Regions from separate parts of the Sus scrofa genome. Here region 1 is linked to region 2. Evidence: chromatin contacts called from public HiChIP or PLAC-seq data. All regions are on one chromosome and are shown on one strand. The core of a region is the stretch at or near the end of the contact, and the rest is flanking DNA. Distances in the headings are between cores, read along the strand shown. Region 1 has its middle 180 kb from the start of DUSP4. Region 2 has its middle 260 kb from the start of DUSP4.

The links. HiChIP or PLAC-seq counts read pairs in DNA pulled down with a chosen protein or histone mark.
Region 1: a contact with region 2 is called in an H3K27ac HiChIP or PLAC-seq map of alveolar macrophages. The contact joins two enhancer-like sites. A contact is called at or near these places in 1 of 47 Hi-C or Micro-C datasets (embryonic fibroblasts) and 1 of 2 datasets of contacts at active chromatin or transcription factors (alveolar macrophages).

Annotation. Positions count from the first base shown.
Region 1 is chr15:55,312,136-55,316,141 of Sscrofa11.1, forward strand. No RefSeq gene overlaps it. Among named protein-coding and RNA genes, the nearest start is that of DUSP4, 180 kb to the right of the region's middle. Within about 2 kb of position 1,951, at least 5 of the 83 cell types and tissues checked have an H3K27ac peak or open chromatin away from gene starts, as enhancers often do. A contact at or near this core is called in alveolar macrophages, where this site is marked.
Region 2 is chr15:55,228,634-55,232,816 of Sscrofa11.1, forward strand. No RefSeq gene overlaps it. Among named protein-coding and RNA genes, the nearest start is that of DUSP4, 260 kb to the right of the region's middle. Within about 2 kb of position 1,323, at least 13 of the 83 cell types and tissues checked have an H3K27ac peak or open chromatin away from gene starts, as enhancers often do. A contact at or near this core is called in alveolar macrophages, where this site is marked.

The sequences.
Region 1 (4,006 bases), core at 701-3,200, 84 kb after region 2:
GCTCCTTTCTCAGCACCCTGGCCCCACTCAACAAAAGCCTCCTTGTCGGCGGGAAGTCTCGTGATCGAGGAGTAGGTGGGGGGTCCTGCCCTCTCCGGTGGCAGGAGGCCCACTTCCAGGAGTGATAGGGTTCAAAGAAAAGGGGGTTTGGAGTCCGGACTCCTGGATTTCCAGCTGGCTCCAGCATTTGCTAGAAGTCTGGCCTTGGGTAAGCCTGTCAAATTCGCTGAGTTTTAGTTTCCAGATCTGTACAATAAGGGGAGAAATGACCTCCCCTGTGTGGCACTGTTGCGAGGATTCGAGGAGATGATATTTGAAAGGGCTTTGTAAGCAACAAATCTCTACTCAAATTGTGTTGTTATGAAGTGTCATGGGAGTGATTTATTTTCACACTGCGCTCAGACGTGCAAAATAAAGGTAACATCTTATTTTTCATGACTGACCTAGCCATCCCCAGGAGTGTCACCCCTCTGGGGGACAATAGTCACAGCAAGGACAGCAATTACAACCTGTCAGATTCCCAATGCTTCCTACGTACTATTTATTTAATTCTCACAGCAAGTCTATGAAGCAGATGCCTGTGCCAAGTCCACTTTAAAGAAAGGAGAGCCAGACGGGCTGGTTGGCAATATCTGAGTCGCTTCCTACTTGAGACCTATCTCTTTTCAGTCTAAAGCAGTGCTTTTCAAGGAGATGCCGAGTTCTGCCCACTCTATCCTCCTCCCCCTGAGTAGGGGAGTTCTCCAAGGCCTTATGGCTGCAGAGGTTCACGTTATTCATGTCGAGGAATAAAGTCTGAGGACCCTAGACTACAATCAATTCACAAAAAATGCATTTAACACCTATTCTATACCCAACACTGAGGTGTAAACACCAAGACAGTTCTTGCCTATGAAAGGAAACCTGGCACCTGTGAAGCAAAGACCAGCCTATTCGTTCAGGGAAGGGAGAGCTGAGTGTGGGATGATCCAAGGCTCTTCCTAGAAGAACTAGAGAGTGAGGTCAGCCAAGGGAAGGAGGCAGAGGGCAGGAGGAGCGGCAGGCCCCGGGCAGGCAGGCAGGAGTGGGTGTGCTGAGGGCGGCCAGGGACCATGATGACCAGAGCAGAGAGGGCAGGGGTGGCAGCAGTGGGAAATGAAGCCAGATACGGAAAGGGACATCTAAGGGAGACCCTAAAAATCAGGTAAAGGGCTTGGGACTTGAAATGGGTTTTGTTGACCCAGATACTTTCACAAGCTTGTGTCTTGCTAATGTAGAGAGAAGTTCAACCTCATTGGTCTTGACTTTCCTCCTCACAGTAATTCAGGGACCCAGCCCCGTGGCATTCCCAATACTGCTATCAACTAAGACTTCTTGTTGTCTCCTTCTAACTGGTTCTCCTCTTTCTCTTCTTCTTCTTCTTCTTCTTTTTTTTTTTTTTTTTTTTTTTTTTTTTTTTTCTTCTTCTTTTTTTTTTTTTTTTTTTTTTTTTTTTTGTCTTTTTAGGGCCGCACCCACGGAATATGGAATTTCCCAGGCTAGGGGTTGTATCAGAGCTGCAGCTGCCGGCCTAAACCACAGCCACAGCCACACCAGATCCAAGCCTCATCTGCGACCTACACCACAGCTCATGGCAATGCCGGATCCTTAAACCACTGATCGAGGCCAGGGATCGAACCCATATTCTCATGGACACTATGTCAGGCTCTTAACCCACTGAGCCACAATGGGAACGCCTAGCTGCTTCTCTTTTTAGAGTGTTGGTCATCTTACTCTTATTCCTCTGCCTAGAATTCAGTGATTTGCAACATTTAAATACGTGGGAGGCTTGTACGTGTGTGCCAGCCAAGTTCCCAGGGGAGAGAAAGTGGGTTTTTGGTGCATGGGTAGCAGACTTTGCCACATGTCCAGTGGCAAAGTCTTGTCCCCATCCAGTATTTCATCATTCAGGCACCACTTGGGGATGCCGGCTGCAAACCCACAGCATGGAGAGCAGATGTGATGCTGTGAAGGCCCAGAGCTGTCTGAGGGCAGTAGAATGCAGAAGAAGGGAGGCTGACAAAAGAGAGATGGAATTGGGAAGAGGCAGGGCTTTTAGGAAATGAGCTCAGTGAGTTTACTAAATCCAGGGGTGATTCAGGGTCTGTGACCTCAGAGACCAGAGAGGGACAGTACATATGACCAAAATGTGGATGGTCAGTGCCAGACTGAGGGAGCCAGTCTGGGGGAAGAAGGTAATGAGGCGAGAAACCAAGTGTCTTGCAAAAGCAGCAAAAGGGGATTCAAGGGAATAGAGGAGCGCTAACTCACCACAACTTTCTTGTGAGGACTGCAACCTTGGCCCCTCAGGATGATGTCCTCCTGTCCTCACATGACAAACTGAGAGGCCTCCAATTCCACTCTGAGCTTCCGCAGATGCTCAAGGGCCGTACCAGAGCCATTGGTGCGACTTCATCCTTCAGACTGGCCCAGCCCATTTTAGACACAGAGAGCACTTACACTCTTTTTGAAAAAGGTTCCAGAAAAACAGATGCTCCTTAGATCATAAAGGCTAATACTACTCCCCTCCCCAGCTGCAGATCCGAGCCTCTTCCCATGAATTCTTTTCAAAGGCAACAGTACCAGAAAGTGGCCATAGGGTAGTGCACACGGAGTCACCCACATAATAGGCCCTCACTCATGCAGATGGATGATCTTCCAGGACTCTAAATGCCCCAGAGTTTACCCCAAGACTATATGTAATAAATGGCCCCCGGAGGCAATAGGTCCCACTGTTCTCTCAGACCTCCTCCCTGTGCAAACCTCCGCCACCCCCTTCACACGCTCCCCTCTCAGAGAGGGTGTCCTTCTCCCCTGGGTTCACTGACTAATGCTTGATTCAGCTGTACTCTTTGCTTGAATGTCATTTTTCTCCTACCAGCACATCCACCCATGCTTCTCTCCCCACCTCCACCTGGGGAGATGACTCACCTGCTGTTACCTTGGCTCCAGCCCCTCCAACCCCCTCATGCCCCTAAAGTCTGGTGGGGCTGGAGTGAGGAGCAGAGGGGAAGCTTTTGTTGTGGGGGGGGGAGACTCATACCCCCTCAGAATGAGGGAGCCACAGCCAAAGCCTTAGTGGAGAAGGAGAGAGTCTGGTGTAGGATGAGTGCCTGGGGAGGGCCTGGGAGAGGAAGGGAGGGGTCCATGTTGTGTGGGGGGGTGACTGGGACAAGCCAAGACAAGGAGGATGTGGCAGCCTGACTGACCCCTGAGGATATGGGACGGGATGAGGGTCCTTCTGTGTACTCCCCCAGCCCCCTTCACAACACCCAGAACGTCCCAGTGGTCTCTGTCCCATGATGCCTTGTGTGTGTTCCCACAGTGGGTAGTGTTAAGAAGATCCATAACTAAGGGAGAACAGTCTAACACAGCCTTCTATGTTGGCATGGCCCCACAAAATTACATAAAGATGATGCAGGAGTCACAGTCACATGAGAGGTATAAAGGCCACCAGAGCTCTGGTGTGACCTGTCCAGGAGTAAACCCTCAGCCCGGGCCCAGGTATAGTTGGGGAATACTCTGGCTCTCCTGGGCAGGATGGCACAGCCTCTTCACAAAGCGGAGCCCTCGCTTTGCCACGGAGCGACTGGAGGGTCAATAGGCATGATAACACAGCATGGTGGGGCACTCAGGACACGCCAGGCACGGAGCTGGAAGGGACCCCGAGATGTCAAGTAACGCCCAGAATGCCAGCTAGTGGCCGCTATGCCAGGAGCCTGATTCCCATTTCCTGTAGGATCTCTTCACCATCCACTCTCTCTGCCTTCTCCCAGGAAGTTATTTTATAATAAAAGACACATACTTTCCCAGGAAACCTCAAAATTTAGAGCAGGAGAGAGAAAATGTCTAGCCATTGCACTGTGATTCCTAGGGCCATGCTGGTTGACCTTGCCCTTGGGGAGAAGCCAGGCACCCCTAGACCTAACCCTTTCCTTTCTCATTGAACCCAAACAGGCCCCTTTCCCCATTATCTCTGCAAAATTGT
Region 2 (4,183 bases), core at 73-2,572:
CAGAGACGTCTCTCTTTTTTTGCTTCTTAGGGCTGCACTCACAGCATATGGAGGTTCCCAGGCTTGGGGTCCAATCGGAGCTGTAGCCGCTGGCCTACACCAGAGCCACAGCAACACCAGATCTGAGCTGCGTCTGTGACCTACACCGCAGTTCATGGCAATGGCGGATTCTTAGACGATGGTAGAGAAAAGAGAAGAACATGTTTGTGGAGAAGATTTAATCTTTGGGGGGGAAATGTTGAGGCTGAAATGTCTGAGACATCTGGGCAGAGTGTGAGTTGAGTGCCCCAGGTGGCAAAGATTCTTTGGGGAAGAATTTGGCAGCTTGGAAAGCTGGAGTAGAGAGTAATGAACATGTAGTGGTACCTGGACTACAGAACAAGGTCATGTACCAAAATGGAATGTACATGACTCCCAGAAACCCTCAGATAAGTGACTGCTTATGAGGGGGAATTAGAAACTACCTCACCACCTCCTTCTTTTTCTCCTCCTCCTTCTTCTGTTACCAGATAGGTTCCCTGAAGGATGATGACAGAACCCCCTCCCCCCCAGCCATGGGCAGTGAGAAACAATGGCCTGTGGAAAACAACTGCCTGCATAGATAAACCACCTACAAAGATTAACTTCCCTCTGTCTTGGGACTTGACTCCTACCCCTTCCTGAATTGTGTAACTTTCCCCTCCTTCTTTTTATTGTTCCTACCACAAATTCCTGCCACAAACTCCCACCACAAGTCCTGCCTCAAATCCTTTATAAGCCTCGCATCTCCTTTCGGTTGCTGCAGGGATAGAATGTGACAGGGATAAAAGCCCAGTAGTCCTTCCCATTATAGTTAGTAGCTAAAACTAATCAGCTCAGAACCATCCCAGGTCTAAGAACTGTTTTATATACAAGCACCCTCAAGCTAGAACACTGTTATCTGGCTGCCAGCATTGAGCCTGGTGAGAAGGCACACAGGTACTAACCCAGGTTGTGTGGGTGCAGCCTAACCCAGTGAAGGCTGAGCCCTCAGGTTCCCTGTCTCTCCAAAGAATATGGCCTATCAGGGACTAAAAAAGCACTTGCATTTCCTAGAACCACAACTGGCAAAAACTGTCTTAGGTCAGGTTTCCTGGAAACAGAGATTTGTGTGCAGGAATGTCTTTAGGGAGTTGTTGTATAAATTTGTCTAGTCTTTGTCTCAGGTTCCAGGCATAGAGCTTCAAAAACCCTTGGAATTTCCGGAGTGATAGGAGTGTCTTTGCTATGCTAACGAGGTGACTCAGGGTGGGCCCCTAGATAGCTTTGAGATGAGGGCTGGTTACCAGAAAGACCAACCACGTGAATAGAGAGGTGAAGTTTTGAGCCAGCCAGACCTCCAGCAAGGGAGTGGGGCTGAAGAGTGAGTTTAATCACGTGCCCAATGATTTAGTCAATCTCATCTATATAAGGAAACTTCCTAAAAACTTTGGACCAAGCTGGGCTGGTCATTGTACATCATAAGTCAGACATCCATGTGCCAGGAGTGTGACTCACCTTGATTTCATGAGAAGAGGGCATAGAAACTCTGTCTTCCCTCCCAGACCTCATCCTATGCATCTCTTTATTTGGCTGGTCCTACTTGTGTGTATCTTTAACAATGAAACTGTAATGTTAAGTAGAGTAATTTCCTGAGTTTGGCGAGTCATTCTAGTAAGCTGTCAGACCTGAAGGGGTCATGGGAATTTTTAGTCAGCTGATCAGAAGTGCTAGTGGCTTGGAGACTCCCAAGACTTCTAGCTGTGGGGAGACTTGTGTGCTGAGGGGAGTCACATGGAAGACTTTTCCCTTACCTGTTGGGATCTCCAGGGGCTTAGCAGAACACACAGTTGGTGTTAGAGCAATAGGGTATTAAGGCAGTAGGAGAGCTCTCAGCAACACCTGTAAGAGGATGAAGGAAGCAGTACTGGTCAGAGGGAGAAGTTGAAATGCAATGCTATTGAATAAAGGGCCTCAGCTAATGCCATAAGGGTCTCTGAAACTGGAATGGCCCTTGAGGCATCCTACATTGAAGCCAGAGGGCTGGCCCTTTGACTCCCACATTTTGATCCCCAGGGAGGTGGGGATGGGGGTCGGGGGTGCACAATCTTTGGCACAGGACAGTTCTTGGAAAGGGACTCACTTGTAAGCCATTAGCATCCCACATTTGTGGAAGCTGGGGACATAAGTGCCTTGACCCTGAAGGGGATTTGGAGTGGTAACTTACAGCATCCAATATACCAGCTCAATCATATATAACTATCCAGGTACTGAACATTCATGCTTGGATTATTAAGCATCTACACACACACACACCTTTTCCCCATAGTCTGAAATAAAGTTAACATCATCCCTTGCTCTCCCTATCAAAAGATGCGGAGCCAAATTCTCCTCAGAAAGAATGCATATGATTGCTTCAAGTTTTTCTCACTTATAAGCAAGCCATAACTGTGTTGATAAAAGAATGTCATTCTGTGTGGAGTCTTTTGAAACTTAACTTTTAACTTAGTTGTATATTACTGTAGTTCATTGGTTTTGACTGCTCCATAATATCTGTTTTCCTGACTATGTTACTGTTTACTCATCTCTTCCCCTATTGATGGCCTTCGGGATTGTTTTCATGTTTTTGCTAAGTCATGTTGCTATGAGCATTGTTTATACATGTCTCCTATATGTGTGCAAGAATTTCTCAATATAAGCCAAGGATGCATTGTTGGATAATAATTGTTAATATTCAATTTAAGGGATAATGCCAGTTTTCCAATTAGACAGTCCCATCAACAATGTGAAAGAAAGCCTGTGGCTTCATATCTCTTCTGACACTTGTTATTGTACAATACTTTTTAATTTTTGATAGTTGGATGCTTCATTGTGATCTTGATTATTTATTTCCCTCATGGCTAGTGATGCTGAATATCTTAGACATTTATTGGCCACATTTCTTCTGGGAAAAAAAAAAGTCTGTTTATTTAATTCCTCTTGCATCTTAAACCTTCCCATTAAGATCACTTTCTTTTACCCTTGAAGTTCCTCCAATGGTGTTTTCTTTAGAGAGATACTGCTGATGGCAAACTTTTTTCCACTTTGTTTCTGAAAATGTCTATATCTTTGCCCTCATTTGTGAAACATGGTTTCATCTTGAATAGAATTCTAGATTGGCAGTTATTGTCTTTCAACTCACTGAAGACAGTATTCCATTGTTTACAAATTTCTATTATCGCTGTGGAGAAGTTAGCTGTGGGTCTAGTTGTTGCTTCTTCAAGAGTAACCGTTTCCTCCTGAGTGCTTTTTGTGGATAGATAGGTAGGGATAGATGATTTATCTCCATCATCTATGTTTTGTATAATATAAGAAAGTATTAATGTAGGTATTGACAGATGATTCATCTTGTAAACAGATGATGTAAATGAATGGTGTTATTAAATACAGTACAGTAGCTACTGTAAGTGTATTTTCTCTTATGATTTTCTTAACATTTTCCTTTTCCTAGCTTATTTTATTGGAAGAGCACAGTACAAAATACATATATAACTTACAAAATATGTGCTAACCAACTGTTTATGTTATCATTAAGTCTTCTAATCAATAGTAAGCTATCCGTAGTTAAGTTTTGGTGGAGTCTAAAGTTAGGAGTGGATTTTTGACTGTGCAGGGGAAACCCTCACATTGTTCAATGGTCAACTGTATGTCATATACAAAGAGATTTATTTTAAGGAATTGGCTTACCTGATTATGAAGATCAGCAAGTTCAAAATTTACAAGTAGGGGCACAGGCTGAAGACCCAGGAAGAATCTATATTGCAATTCAAGCTGTCTGGTGCAGAATATTTTCTTACTTGGGGAAGCTCTGTCTTTTGTTCTATTTAGGACTTCAACTGATTGAATGAGGCCCACCCATATTATGAAGGGCAATCTGCTGTATTCAAAGTCCACCAATTTAAATGTTAATCTCCTGCCAGCAGTATATTCTAGTTTTCAAACACAAAGTGTACAAGAATGGTTAAAATTATCACTACTGATGATACCAAGTGTTGACAAGGATTTAGAACAATTGGAATTTTATACACTGCTGGTCAGAACATAAATTGGTGCAACTACTCTGCAAAACTGTTCAGCAGTATTTAGCAAAGCCAGAAATATGCATAGTCTGACCCAGAAATGCCAATCCTATGTGTATATTCAATAA